Regions from separate parts of the Sus scrofa genome. Here region 1 is linked to region 2. Evidence: chromatin contacts called from public HiChIP or PLAC-seq data. All regions are on one chromosome and are shown on one strand. The core of a region is the stretch at or near the end of the contact, and the rest is flanking DNA. Distances in the headings are between cores, read along the strand shown. Region 1 overlaps ATG16L2 (autophagy-related protein 16-2). Region 2 overlaps ARAP1 (arf-GAP with Rho-GAP domain, ANK repeat and PH domain-containing protein 1).

Evidence for each region. HiChIP or PLAC-seq counts read pairs in DNA pulled down with a chosen protein or histone mark.
Region 1: a contact with region 2 is called in an H3K27ac HiChIP or PLAC-seq map of skeletal muscle. The contact joins two enhancer-like sites. A contact is called at or near these places in 1 of 5 promoter capture datasets (liver), 15 of 47 Hi-C or Micro-C datasets (alveolar macrophages, blood, embryonic fibroblasts and 10 more) and 2 of 2 datasets of contacts at active chromatin or transcription factors (alveolar macrophages and skeletal muscle).

What each region holds. Positions count from the first base shown.
Region 1 is chr9:7,348,907-7,355,345 of Sscrofa11.1, forward strand. It overlaps ATG16L2 (autophagy-related protein 16-2), which reads left to right. Exons shown (of 17, transcript XM_013977351.2): 2 at 1-70; 3 at 594-699; 4 at 4,521-4,594; 5 at 4,898-5,149; 6 at 5,268-5,333; 7 at 5,647-5,760. Among named protein-coding and RNA genes, the nearest start is that of ATG16L2, 5.2 kb to the left of the region's middle. Within about 2 kb of position 5,030, at least 27 of the 83 cell types and tissues checked have an H3K27ac peak or open chromatin away from gene starts, as enhancers often do. A contact at or near this core is called in alveolar macrophages, fetal liver, omental adipose tissue and 2 more, where this site is marked.
Region 2 is chr9:7,268,065-7,275,313 of Sscrofa11.1, forward strand. The region is part of intron 3 of ARAP1 (arf-GAP with Rho-GAP domain, ANK repeat and PH domain-containing protein 1); the gene reads right to left. Among named protein-coding and RNA genes, the nearest start is that of ARAP1, 29 kb to the right of the region's middle. Within about 2 kb of position 5,342, at least 53 of the 83 cell types and tissues checked have an H3K27ac peak or open chromatin away from gene starts, as enhancers often do. A contact at or near this core is called in alveolar macrophages, fetal liver, omental adipose tissue and 2 more, where this site is marked.

The DNA.
Region 1 (6,439 bases), core at 3,780-6,279, 81 kb after region 2:
TGGCCCGGTTCTCAGAGACACTGCTGCCAGAGCCAAACAGTGTCACGCCAGCTACCCACCAGGGCCCCTGGTAAGTGTGTGTGTGTGACAGGGGGTGGTGGTCACAATGGGCTTCCTGTGCCTGGCCCTGCTGCCACTGCCTTGGCTGGGCTCATTCTCTCCCTGGTACCTCCATGGCCCCTGACCGATGCCCAGGGGAGGGGCAGTCGTTCCCCAGGGCAGCTCCTTGTCCTCCACTTCTCAGCCGTCTCTCTGCGTCTGTCCAGTGGCCTCCCCTCCCACTCCTGTGCGCCTCACCTGCCGCCTACAGAGAGGCAGGACGCTGTCTGCTCCGCAGGTGGACGGAGGATGAGGACCGGGATGGGCTGGGCGTCCTTCTTGAGGAGAGTTCTGGCCCGGGAACTCAAGGCCTGCGGAGACCGCAGAGCATGGGAGTCGCGGGCAGCTCGTTTCTGGAGACTTGCTCTTTCCTCTGCTGACTGTCTGGCTCCCACCTTCCTCGGGAGAAAGGTCACGGCTTTGCTTTCAAACTCCTGCGCATCCTCTGGGCGGGTGGAGGGTGGAATGAACGGCACTCTGTGATTGGTTGGCAGGGAGGAGGAGGAGGCGGGGCCTGACTCAGACCAAGTCCCATCACCAGCAGCTCTGAGGGTGAAGTGGCAAGAGGAGGAGGAGGGGCTCCGGCTGGAGTGCGGAGAGGTAGGCTGGGCAGGGCTCTGAGAGGATGGGCTGGGGCAGGACGTTGGGGCTGGGAGATGTGGTCCAAGGGAGCCAGCAAGTGAGGGGCATCCCCTTGGGGGTTAGAGCGCCCCCTGGCCTGGCCCTGGCAGCTCAGGATGACGTGCCCCTGGAGGCAGTGAGGTGAGAGCCCGGGGAGGAGTGCGAGGTGTGCAGGGACCAGGCAGCCTCGGTCCCCCTCTGGACGGTCCAGCCTGCTCTGCTCACCACCTGCCCCGCAGCCTCCGGGCCCAGCACCAGTTGATGCTCCTCCGCAGTCGCAGACCAGCGTCAGATGGCCCGCCTCCGCGGTGGGGGGCTGCCGCTGCCCACACCGCTGGATGTGGTGTCTCTTGGCTTCTGTTTCAGCACATCCCTTGGTTTTCCTTTCGCTTCTGTAGCTGTTGCTTCCGCTCTGCCTTCTCTGGTTCCTTTCCCTCCTCTTTATCCCTCTCCCTTCAGATGTGGGTGTTCTTTGGGGTGAGGGACCCCCGGGGCCTCGGAGACCTTGGGTTTTCTAACTCCCAGACCCATCGCCGGCTCAGCCTTCTCTTAGGAGCTCCGGACGCTCAGTTCCTCTTTGGACCTCACATCTAAAATCCTCTCCCCGGAATCATGTGGCCAGCACCACACTGAGCTGACGCCCTGAGGACACTGGGCTGAGTAGTACTTCCATAACTTTAGGTTCCGGAAGAAACTGAGGCTCAGAGAGGTGGAGGCCGGATTTGAACTCCCTCCTGCATGAATCCACCTTCCATGATCTCCATTCTTTCAACAAATATTTACTGGCAGTCAGTCGCTACGGTCAAGGCACAGGCATTACAGCTGTAGAGAAACCCCGGCCCCATGAGCTTCGGGTCCCTGGAGGCCAGTGGGCCAGCAGACACCTGCCTGGTTGCTACACACGCCAGGTCACCTGCTCACCCAGTGCGGGGATGGGGCTGTGAAGCCGGTGAGCTCCTCTTCCACAGCCCCTGTTGTGGTTGCAGCTTGACATGTGAGGTGGTTCTCAAGCATCTGAGCCCCGCTCTGGGCTGTGAGCGCCCCAGGCCGGGGGTGCCTCTGGCTCACCTCCACTGTGTCCCTGGGGCCCGTCCCCACAGCTCAGCCTACTGACTTTGTAGACTAGCTGATAAATAAGGTGGATTGTTCCTCCCGGCCTTGGGAATCACCCGGCTGGAAACTCATAGGCCCTTTGACTCCTCCCAGCCCTCCATCCCGAGCTAGGCACCAGCTCATGGATCCTGTCTCCGAACCCATCCACTTTTGCTTCTCGTGCCCTGTCTGGCCTGGTCCAGGTTACGCTCATCCGTCCCTGCGTGATTCCCCATCTGGCACCCCATCCATTCTCCATTCAGCACCCGGAGTGATAGATTTTAGTAATAAAAATGATCTTCATTTAGAAAGACAAGCACCACACACATATATGCTTGTTGTGAACATTCCAGGAGAACAGAAGCCCATAGAACGAAAAAGTAAAAGCCCCTGTCACCACCCGCTCCATTATCAGCCTGGTCCATATTGTCCAGAGCGTCTCAGCCTGACTCCAGGGGAGTCCTCTAGCCTCTTTTGCATGTCCTGCCACTCTCTTGTCCCTGAGCTCCTGGTTCCCCGGGTCTGTGACACTCCTGCACACCCCTGGGTACTTCCCGAACCCCTCACCCCCAGCACTCCCTCCCCCCTCATGACTTCTGCAGACACACACCTGTCACTTCCTTCTGGCTATGCCAAGGCATGGGAGGGCTTTCTCTTTGACTCTTAGTACTATTTCATATATCACAACAAGCATGTTTTATTACTGTTTTAACTTTTTTTGGGGGGGGATGTGCCTGAGGCATGTGGAAGTTCCTGGGCCAGAGATCCAACCCAAGCCACAGCAGCAACCCAAGCTGCTGCAGTGACAATGCTGGATCCTTAGCCTGCTGTGCCACAAGGGAACTCCTTAACTCTGTTTTTTTTTTTTTTTTTTTTTGTCTTTTTGCCTTTTCTAGGGCTGCTCCTGTGGCATATGGAGGTTCCCAGGCTAGGGGTCCAATCGGAGCTGCAGCCGCCAGCCTACACCACGCGGGATCCAAGCCACGTCTGCAACCTACACCACAGCTCATGGCAACGCCAGATTCTTAACCCACTGAGCGAGGCCAGGGATCGAACCCACAACCTCATGGTTCCTAGTTGGATTCGTTTCCACTGTGCCACTATGGGAACTCCTATTATTTGAATTTTAAAAAGCATCGCAAAAATTAAATACCAAAACATCAGTGAAAGTCTCTGGCAGATGAGGAAGTGGAGGTGGTGTTCAGTGTTTAATGGTGGGAGGAATTATGAATGTGATGAGCTGGGCCAGCTAGGAAAGGAGGCTGCCCAGAACGCATAGGTTCCCGCCCCAGGCCCACCCACGTGGCATCGGTGCAGGTGGACTCCACACTTGCTCCTCCCCCTGACCCTCCCAGGCCCACGTGAGGAAGAACACAGGGACAGGACAGCAGCCAAGCCCCCAGTCTTGGTTACTTCCTGTTCCTCTTGCTACACTTGTGGGAACTGCTTTGCTTAGCATCTCTCTCTCCCAGTGACTCCTCAGCTCTGTGGTTCCCAGCTCTTGGCTCTTTGTTGGACCGTTCAGTGAGGCCGGGACTAGGGGCAGCTCCAGTATTCAGTCTGGGCCCTGTGCGGCCAACACGCCATTCCTGTTCTTAGCCCATGTGCCTATGCTCAGGGCTCCTTGTTGCCCGCTCTCTGGGATCTATGCTTCGGTAGGCCAGGGCTTGGAGGGGTGGGAACCGAGCACACATCCCTCGAACTCCGCCTGTAGACCAGCCCCTTAACTTGGAGCACGATGCTGGGTGGCCAGGGCTCAGGCATCAGTTCTGCCACTTTAGCTGTGTCACTTTAGGCAAGGCATTTAACCTCTCTGGGTCAATGTCCTTGGCTGTGAAACAGGGAAGAATGGCACTCCCTACTGGTTTAAACGAGTGAATACATGTAGAGTGCTCGGACCAAATGTGACACATCTGCGTGCTCTATAAACCAGCGCCATTGCTATTATTCACTTTTTTTTGGCCGGGCTCACTGCCTGTGAAAGTTCCTAGGCCAGGGATTGAACCTGTGCCAGAGCAGAAACCCAAGTCACTGAGATGACAACACTGGGTCCTTAACTCACTGTGCCACAAGGGAACTCAAGGATTGCCATTATTTAAAATGCCCTTCCTGGAGTTCCTGTTGTGGCCCAGTGGAAACGAATCCGACTAGGAACCATGAGGTTGCGGGTTCGATCCCTGGCCTCACTCAGTGGGTCAAGGATCCGGCATTGTCAGTGAGCTGTGTTGTAGGTCGCAGACACAGCTTGTATCCCGTGTTGCTGTGGCTGTGGCTAGGCGGGCAGCTGTAGCTCCAATTGGACCCCTAGCCTGGGAATTTCCATAGGTGGCAGGTGCGGCCCTAAAAAGACAAAACAAAACAAAAACAAAAAGAAAACCCCAAACTCTTCCTTATAGAAATAATGTGTTAGCCTATGAAGTAAGCACTACCATTCCCATTGGACACGTGAGGAAACAGAACAGGTTCAGAGAGGTTAACTGACTACCCCAGGTCGCAGAAAATGAGTGGTGCTGCCAGGACTGAAACTCGGGTTAGGCACCAGAGCCTAAGGCCCTGCTCAGATTCCCGAGTCAGCAGCGCCTTCCCGCGCCTGGTGCTGCACCTGTCCGCCTCAGCTTTCTCTTGAGGAAGGGGGCATGTGGGAGAGGGGCTGGAGGCCCTGCCCAGAGGCGCCCTCGCCCACCTGTCGGGCCCCTCCGCCGCCGCAGATGGCCTACCAGGTGGTGGTGAAGAGCGCGGCCCTGGGCGCCCTGGAATCGCAGCTGGAGGAGCGGCAGAGCAGGTGAGACGCGGGCGGGACCTCGCGCCCCTCGGGGAGGCTCGGGCCATCGCTGCCGGGGGGCAGGGGGGACGGGAGTCACCCGGAGGGTCTCTAGGAGGGCCCGAGGGCTTTCCCCACGTCCCCACACCTCCCCCGGGCCTGCGGTTGATCTCAGAGGCTGGGGACAGCAGGACTCCGAGGGCGGAAGGCTGGGCCGGAGTCGTGGCTTAGGCGCCCGGCTGTTCGCGTGGCCAGGGGCAAGTCTGTCCCGGCTCCGAGGCCGGTTCTTCTAAGGCAGGGACGGAGGTCCTCTCTGTCCCCCAGGCTGGCGGCTCTAGAGGCTCGCGTGGCACAGCTGCAGGAGGCGCGGGCGAAGAAGGCGCGGCAGGTGGACGCGCGGCGCGCGCTCAACGCGGCGCAGCAGGCGGCCTACGAGGCGCTGCGCGCGCACGCCGGGCGCCAGGAGGCGGCGCTGCGCAGGCTCCAGGAGGAGGCGCGCGACCTGCTCGAGCGGCTGGTGCAGCGCAAGGCGCGCGCCGCCGCCGAGCGCAATCTGCGCAACGAGCGTCGCGAGAGGTGAGCGCGCTGGGCGCGCCCCTCGGGGAGCTAAGCGGTCGCGCGCCTCGTGCGGAAGGGGCCCAGCCCCGCCTTTGGGGGCCCCGAGCCCCACGCTCAGGAGGCTTCTCTACTCCAGGGCCAAGCAGGCGCGGGTGTCCCTGGAGCTGAAGAAGGCAGCCAAGCGGACAGTGAGCATCAGCGAGTAAGAGTGGGGCTGCGCCGGGACCCGCATGCCCTGGAGCGCTCTGCTCTGGGACCGCTACAGTCCTACCCTTCTCCCACCTGCACGTGGCCGCCGGTGCATCTCACCGCACGTGTGCACGGCCGCGGGGCCGAGGCCCTCACGTAGACCTAGGCCAGGACACGTGCACACACGTGTGGTCGTAGGAGCCAGCATGCGCGCCTGGCACACGCGCACCCATCACTGTGTCTGCACATCCTCACCAGTAGGGCGCAGGGCCGCTGAGGGGCTGGCTTGGTCTCTTGGCTATTCTGAGCTTGATTCTCTCTCCCAGGAGCCCAGACGCACTGGACGATGGGATCACAGAGGAAGCAGAACCTCCGGCCCTGGCTGCGGAGCCCAAGTCCCTGGAGAGTGAGGCTATTGAGAAGTGGAGGAGGCCATTCAGGTGAGGACTCTCCCGGAGTCTTGCTCGAAGGCCTTGGGCCAGCTCTTGGGTTGAGGGGGAGCTTGAGGAGAGACTGGTGTGCAGCTGAGACCACCCCCCACCCCAGGACAGACCTGAGTTCCAGGGCCTGGAGACACTTGGGGTCATTGCCACCCCAGGGACCCAGTCCCTATCCCTACTCCTTTTCCTCCTTCCCAGGACCAGAGCTCTGGGGGTGGGATGGCAGGCTGGTGAAAGGGTGTGACCAAGAGGGGACTTGTGGGCAAGGCCCAGGGCTCAGCTGTCCCAGGCATGTGTGGGACTCCAGAGTACACGTGTGCAAGCTTAGGCGAGCATACCTGCATGTGTCTGAAGCTGTCATGGGTGGGACCTGATCGGGGCTTCAGTCCTTGGGTGCGCCTCCGTGCGACCTCCCTGTGGCGTGGAGACTGCCCCCTGCCGCCCCGGCCCTGTTCCCCAGTCCGAAGGCTCTCCTTCAGCCCTTCTTTGCAGGTTGCTGGTGTCCTGGCCTCAGGGTAGTGAAGGAACCCAGAGGAGGCCATGAGACGCTGGTGGGCCAGGTCATCCTGGGACACATGCTCTCCTGGGCATTTTTGAGGTCACTCAGCGGGTGTGGGTTTCCCCACCCTCCGTCCCCAGGCTTGTGCTATCTCATCCCGGGACACCTCCCCTGAACTTT
Region 2 (7,249 bases), core at 4,092-6,591:
CGTGCAGGGACCTGAAACCGCACCGTGCAGCCATCACGGGACATACTGGTGCCTTGCGGCAAGAGGTCTCAGCCGGAGGGCCCCCAGGCTTGCCCGCTCTGAGTCTCAGGCGCCCAGCCCACAGAGAATGGCTCCTGGACAGCTGTGTGGACAGTGGCATCGACTGCTACAAGGACCCCACAGAGAAAGATCTGCTGCTGTCCCGGTGGCCAGCTGCTCCCTCTCTATGCTTCTCGGGGACTGTGAGGCCACATGGGCCTGTGGCAAGAGTTTAGCTGGACCTAAGAAGGCTCCCGTCCGGGCCCTGTCCCAGGCGGTCTCCAGACTTGACCCTGAGTCTCTTGAGGGCAGGAGCAGCCTGGCGCTTGACTCTCTGTGCCCACCGCCCAGTAAGGCCTGGCTGGGTCAGCAGTGGAGCCTGTCAGAGGCGGGCAGACACAATAGGTGGGTGGGAGGTAAAGTGGGTGGGAGGACAGGTGGGTGGATGGGTGGACAGGTGGGTGGGTGGACAGGTTCACCATCAGGGTGGGGACGGAGGCACACGAAAGGCTGAGTGAGCACCCACATGCCCAAGGGCACAACCTGGGGTATCAGCCCCCAGGGGGTCAAGTACAAGGTCCTTGGAGACTCTGTGACAAGAATGCAGTCTATGACATGCAGCCTCCCAGACTCCAAGAGGAAGTGGCCCTTCCTCAGGGCTGGGCCTGTGATCAGCTGAGAGCAGAGCTCCAAGCTGTCGGGCCAGGACCAGTCAGAGTGGCTCAGGGGAGGCGGGGACAGGCCCTTCCAAAGCCAAGCTGGCCCAGCTCCGGCCTCCCCAGGACTGAGGGCCAGTGCCGAGGCGAAGGTGGTGGCAAGAGAGAAACTTCTCAGGGCACGCGGCATCGGCCCCCACCTCTGGACGCCAGCCCCCCACCCCCGCACCAGGCCTGGCTCCCCAGCACGTGGGTTCCCTAAGGCAAGGGCCACACCCTCCTTCCTCACCACCCAGCGCCCAGCAGGGATTAATGAATAAATGAAGACGTGGATTAATGAATTCTTTGTTGGTTTTTTTAGGGCTACACCTGCGGCATATGGAAGTTCCTAGGCCAGGGGTCAAACTGGAGCTGCAGCTGTCAGCCTACGCCACAGCCACAGCCACGGCCACAGACAGGTGGGATCCGAGCCACCTCTGCGACCTACCGCACAGCTTGCAGCGAGGCCAGGGATTGAACCTGCAACCTCACAGAGACAACGTCGGGTCCTTAACCTGCTGAGCCACAACGGGACCTTCAGGATTAATTAATTCTTATTAATTACATGTGTGTGTGTTTTTCCAGCTGGCTTCTGAGCCCTCGCTATGGATTCCTCCATTTACTCATCACAAGAACTCTATAAGGTGTGGTTTACTGCTATACCCACTTTACAGACGAGCAAACCAAGGTAGCAACCCAAAGCAGTTTGTCCTTGATCCCACAGCTAGGATCTGCACCCGGGAAGTCCAGCACCACAGCTGCAAGCTCAACCACCAGAGGCAGACACGGTCACAGTGGGGATCCGAGGGCTTCTCTGAGGCCCCCTCCTCACACTGACCACCCAACTCAGCTAGGCAGCTCTAGAGCGGGTGCTGCGACCAAGAGGAAACACGGTCACAGCCCTGATGGCCATGTGACCACGGTAAGAAAGGAGAGGGGAACAGATGCTGAGGGCTCCTATCCCAGCAAGTCCCTCGCAGGAAAGAACTATGTGCCAAGAAGGCGGGAGCAAGAGCCCCCGCTGCCTGGCCCTGTGGACCTCCCAACTTCATTCCAGACACCTCCTCCGGGAAGCCTCCCAGCTGACCTCTGCCTGCCTACCCCTGGGGACCAGGGCCATGCTGAGTCAGGGCCGAGCCCGGGAAAGGAGAAGTGGTATCAGGAAGGCACAGATGAGGGAAAATCCCGGAAAGGAGCAGTGCCCACAGAGTGCCCCCTCCGCCCCCAGCCACAGTCTGGGCCACTCAGTGCCTGTACCCCTTAGAGCAGCCCCAGCTGTGATCCGCAGTTGAAGCCCATCTCTCCTATGCCCAGGTGGCACGCGGACCCATCCGCTCTCCCCATTCTGCCCGTGGCGGGGCCGGGCACTCCTGGGCAGGGGCCGGCCCAGCTGGCAAACACACAGCCAACCTTAGCCTGGGATGTGTGGGACGTGGGAGAGTCCCGAGCCAGAGCGGGTAAGAGCAGGGTGACCGTATAACTAATCATACAAACCAGAACATTTCTGAGCATTAACAGAGGCCCTACCGGAGTTCCCGTCATGGCACAGTGGTTAACAAATCCGACTAGGAATCATGAGGTTGCGGGTTCAATCCATGGCCTTGCTCAGTGGGTTAAGGATCCGGCGTTGCCGTGAGCTGTGGTGTAGGTCGCAGATGCGGCTCGGATCCCATGTTGCTGTGGCTCTGGCGTAGGCCGGCGGCTACAGCTCCGAATAGACCCCTAGCCTGGGAACCCCACATACCGCGAGAGCGGCCCAAGAAATGGCAAAAAGACAAAAAACAAAAAAAGAAACAAACAAAAAACCCAGAAGCCCTATTAATAACTATGTCAGGGCAACAGGGGTAAACAGGGCCTGTCCTGGGCAAAATGAGATGCGTGGTCACTGCAGGTAAAGACAGAGCTTTGGAGCCAGGTGGACGTGGGCTTCCACCCCGGCTGGACCACTCGTCAGGCCGTGTCTTTAGAAAGCGGGTCACTTCACCCCTGAGCCTCAGTTCCTCTCCCATCTGCTCCTAGGCTTTCTGATCATGCAGGAAAGAGAGCCACTGCCATGTGTCACTGGCGCAATTTTCTCACCTTGGCTATGGCTGAAGGGGTCCAAGGCCCCACAAGCTGGGCCGGGAACCTGCTTCAAAGCCTCCTCCTCCAGGGTGGCCCCTGCCTCCCTCTTCATAGCCTTCTGTCTGCATCGACCACCGTAAGAGCAGATGGGCTGGGCTGCAGAGGGAGGCAGCCTGAATATCCAGGCTGGCCTTGAACTCATCCCCCACTCACGCTCCAGCCAGCCTTGACTGAGCTGCATTCCATAAATGCATCCGTCCGGGCTTCGGCATATGCTGTTCCTTCCACCAGGAACACAGTTCCCTGTCTGGCCCCCTCCTACTCCTCCTTCCAAAGGTCCGAATGGAACGTGTTCTCGCTCCACCCTGTGCTGCCCTCGGGCCCCAGGCCTTCCGATCCCTGGCCGTAGCTGTATCTGTCAATGTTTGTGTCACTGAACTGCCCACAGAGAACCAAGGCTCCAAGCCCACACCCCATCCAGGGGTCAGGACGCTCCCCCTAAAGGGTCACACAGCCTTGGAGGGACCCAGCCCCGTCCAGCCCAGACGTTCACCAGCAGGCAGGGGTGGGTGGAGGTCAGACTGTGATTTGCACACACCTGCCCCCTGGCCTGACCGCCCCTCCCCACAGGGGCAAACTCTCCCAGCTGCCCACTTCCTGGTCCCACGCCGGGCCGGGCCTCGGCGCTGTGCCCCATGCTTCCTCCACCGCTGCCTCCGCCCTTCCTTCTCCATCGCAAGAGCCAAGGGTCAGCTCCTCCTCCAGCACCTTCCCGGTTCTGTTCTATTTACTTCTGCTCAAGCCACAGCAGAGAAAGCCCTTCCTGGGGTATCCCTTGCTCAGATGGGATGCCTGTGGTTTCTCTCTCAACTTCTGCAAACGCTGCAAGTCCCCTCGGGCCACTCCATCTCCAGGCCACCGACTCACCCAGCACAGAGGGGGCTGTGGCGAGTGTGTGTTTAATGAGTGAATGAGCACCACCCCACCCCCACACGGATCCCTGGGTCAGCAGCTCCCCAGCCCTTCATGGAGCAGCCCCCGATGAACGCGGCGTCCACTCTCACGACCACGGCTTCGCCCAGCGCTCTGCACCTCTCCCTGGAGCAACAGAGCTACTGGAGCATCAACTCCCCTGTGCTCAGGACACGCCTCCTCTTCCAGGAAGTCCTCTCAGCTGCTCCCTCCTCTAAACCCACAGAGCTGGGCGCCCTGCTGTGGTGGGCAGGAGAGGGCTGAGGGCCAGGGCTCCCATGGTAGCTCTTCATGCTTCCCGGGCCTGTGCTCACCCCTCAGGGAGCGCACGACGGTAAGGCCCCTCTCCCCCAAGCCATGGCTGGTCTGGCAGCAGGAGAAGTGGGTGCCCACTGGGCCCTATGAAAAGATGAGCGGAGGGCAGAGGGCAGGGCCAGGACACAAATGGGACCTGGTTAGAGAAATCTCTGTCCCCAGTGGCCCAAGCACAGGGTTACTGAGTTCAGCAGGGATGAGAGCAACCGGGGGGAGGGGAGGCCAGCTCAGCCCCCCAGTGACACAGGCACCGCCCCCACATGACCAGAGCTGGCAGGAGGGGCAGAAAGATGCCCACTAAGTGTCAACCCACGGCAGGTCTCCCTGCCACCTGGATGGGGCGAGGGCAAAGGGGCTCAGACTGGAGCTGCCCAGAGTCACGGCACCCTTGACCCTGGCCCTGGGGGAGGCCATGGAGGACCCCTCCGTGGGTGCGGCGAGCCAGACCCAAGATCAGCACCGCTTCCCGGAGGGCAGAGACTCTGCAGAGGAGCAGCCAGAGCAGCCCAGGAAACAGGCCCCGGGGCTCCCCCCGGACCAGGAGGGGGGCTTGTAGGGGGACGGAGGGAGACCCGGAGAGCCAGGGCAGACGGAGGGCAGAGGGAGGGGAGGAAAGGAAAGGGCAGGAGGAAAACCAGAAAACAGAGAGTGAAGGAAGAGAGAAAACTCTGAGTGTGAAACGGGAGGGGCAGGGCCACCACAGAAGCCCGGGGTCAGCCTGCGGGGAGGGGAGGGGAGGGGAGGGGAGGGGAGGACAGGACAGGACAGGGACGGATGGATTCCTGCCCTCCCAGGCCTGCAAGAGGAGCCTCCCCCGGCCCCAGGCCGGCAGCCCAGCCCAGGGCAGCCCCTCGCTCACCTTCAGACGCCTGCTGGGTCCTGGGCCCGAGGGCCCCGGAGGCTCCGGCCAGCGGGCCCAGCGGGCGCCCCGGAGTGCCGTGTGCCAGCCTGCGTCCGACCTGCGCCGGGCCCGCAGCCCCCGGGCCCGTGCCCTGCGGCGTCTGCGTCCGGCACGGCTCGGTGCGCCCGCGCCTTGGGTCAGGGTCTGAGGTCACTTGTCGGAGTGTGAGTTTGTGTGTGTCACTGCGGCCCGTCGGGGGGTGGGGAGCGTGTGTACGTGTGCGCCTGTGTCTGCGTCCAGCTCGGCTCTCGTCCGGCTTCCTGCTCCCCGCCTCCCCCGCCCCTGCGGCCCGGCCAACACCAACACACACACACACACACACACACACACACACACTTCCTGAAAACTGGGCGAGACGGAGACAAGCCACCCAGAATCCCCCGGGGCAACGCTTCCTCTCCGCCCCCAGCCCCCGCCCCGCTGCAGGCTACAGCGGGCGACGAGCCACCCTAGGGCATCCAGCAGGGCCTTATGGGGTGGACACCCCCCCACACTGCCTCCCGCCACCAACAAGGAGGCGCGGGGAGGAGGGAGCCTCTCTGCAGGGAGCAGCTCTGCCTCGGCCACAAGTGAGCGGCTTTAGGAGGACCAGGGACGGGCTGGGCTGCAGGGCAGCCGAACGCACAGGTGGGAGGCCCTGCAGTGTGACTCCGGCTGGCAGTACCCCCCGCCCCGGGCACACGCTCCCTCTTCCTGAGGTATCTCCAGGCACGCAGGTATCAGAGGAGGAAACAGTGGGGGGCCCAGAGCAGCCTCACAGGGACTCTGCAGAGTGACCCGGAACCGGGGTTGGACGTGACCCTCTGTCACTCTCAGGGAGGCAGGCTGAGAGGGTTGCCAGCTATGCCGGAGTAGACGGCCCCCAGCCAAGGGGCAGAGTCTGAACGTGGGCATCCCCCGTGCAGGACTGTGTGACTCCGATCAAGTTTCTCAGCATCTCTGGACTTGGCAGCTCGTCCCCTATTAAATGACGGTGGGGGTGCAGACTCTTTGGGGGTGAAGTGGGGTCCTCCCAGGCCAGGCAGAATAATGAGCCGGGTTCTGAGAGCCTGGCCCAGCCAAGGCAGCGGGAGGGGACCCGATCCCTGTCATTTTCTGCCTGCCTCCCTTGAAGGTCTCTCCCTTCCTGAGATGTCTAGAGCGACAAAGGCTGGGAGGTGAGGAGGGGTCTGGGGTGTCCTGTGCCCTACTGCCCAGGGGGCAGCATGTGCCGAGGGCACTCTCCAGGTGCTAAGGCTGCACGGACAGCGCTGGCGCTCAGTTCCTGGCAGGACAGAAGCCCACACAGGCCTCATTGACTTAGTCACATTCTGAGTGCCGGTTTTACAGCGGGCACCGCCTCAGATGCAGGGATTCAGCAGTAAACCAGACTGACAAGGATCTGGGCCCCAAGGGAGCTGACCTTCCAGAGCGCTCAGCCTCCGGGCAGCACACGCACACAGCACACTCACACACCAGCGCGTCCTCCGTACCCAAATGACACACAGGCCAATTCATGCACACACACTCACACACATGCATGCACACACACGCACACACATACATGTATACATACTGACGTGCACACACACAAAAATGCATGCACGCGCTCACACACACACACATGTATACACTCATATGCATAGAACTCACATGCACTCACACCCATGTGTACGTGTATTCTCACACGTTCACACTAGTGCACACACTCACATGTGTGTATATACATGCACACACATACACAATCACACATATACAACTCATGCACACGCACGCTCATACATTCACGCACTCATGCAATGCTCATATGCACACGCATGCACACATATACATGTATACACATGCACTCACACATATACACGTGTACACACTCGTGCACACACGTGCATGTGCAAGCACATGTGTGCGTGTGCACACACATACATGCATGCACACATGTGCACCCACACGCACCCACACATATACATGCATGCACACGCTCATGAATATGCACGTTGTTGCCATCCCCACAGCATCAGTACATATGGGCGTATGTGTGCACACAGGCCCCAAAAAGTTCACATACACTCCAGCAAGTCACCCACTGAAATCACAGAGATCCCTCCCCACATCACGTATCAGGAGTGTACACAGCCTGCCTTAAACCATGTGCAGAGGCGGAAATACACGCTACTACCTGACGGGTGCACACCTGCAGGTGCATACACACAAGCTAGCCAGTCACGTGGAGTCTCTACCTCGCAAGTACCAGGTGCACACACAGTAGATAATCCCAAATTCTGCC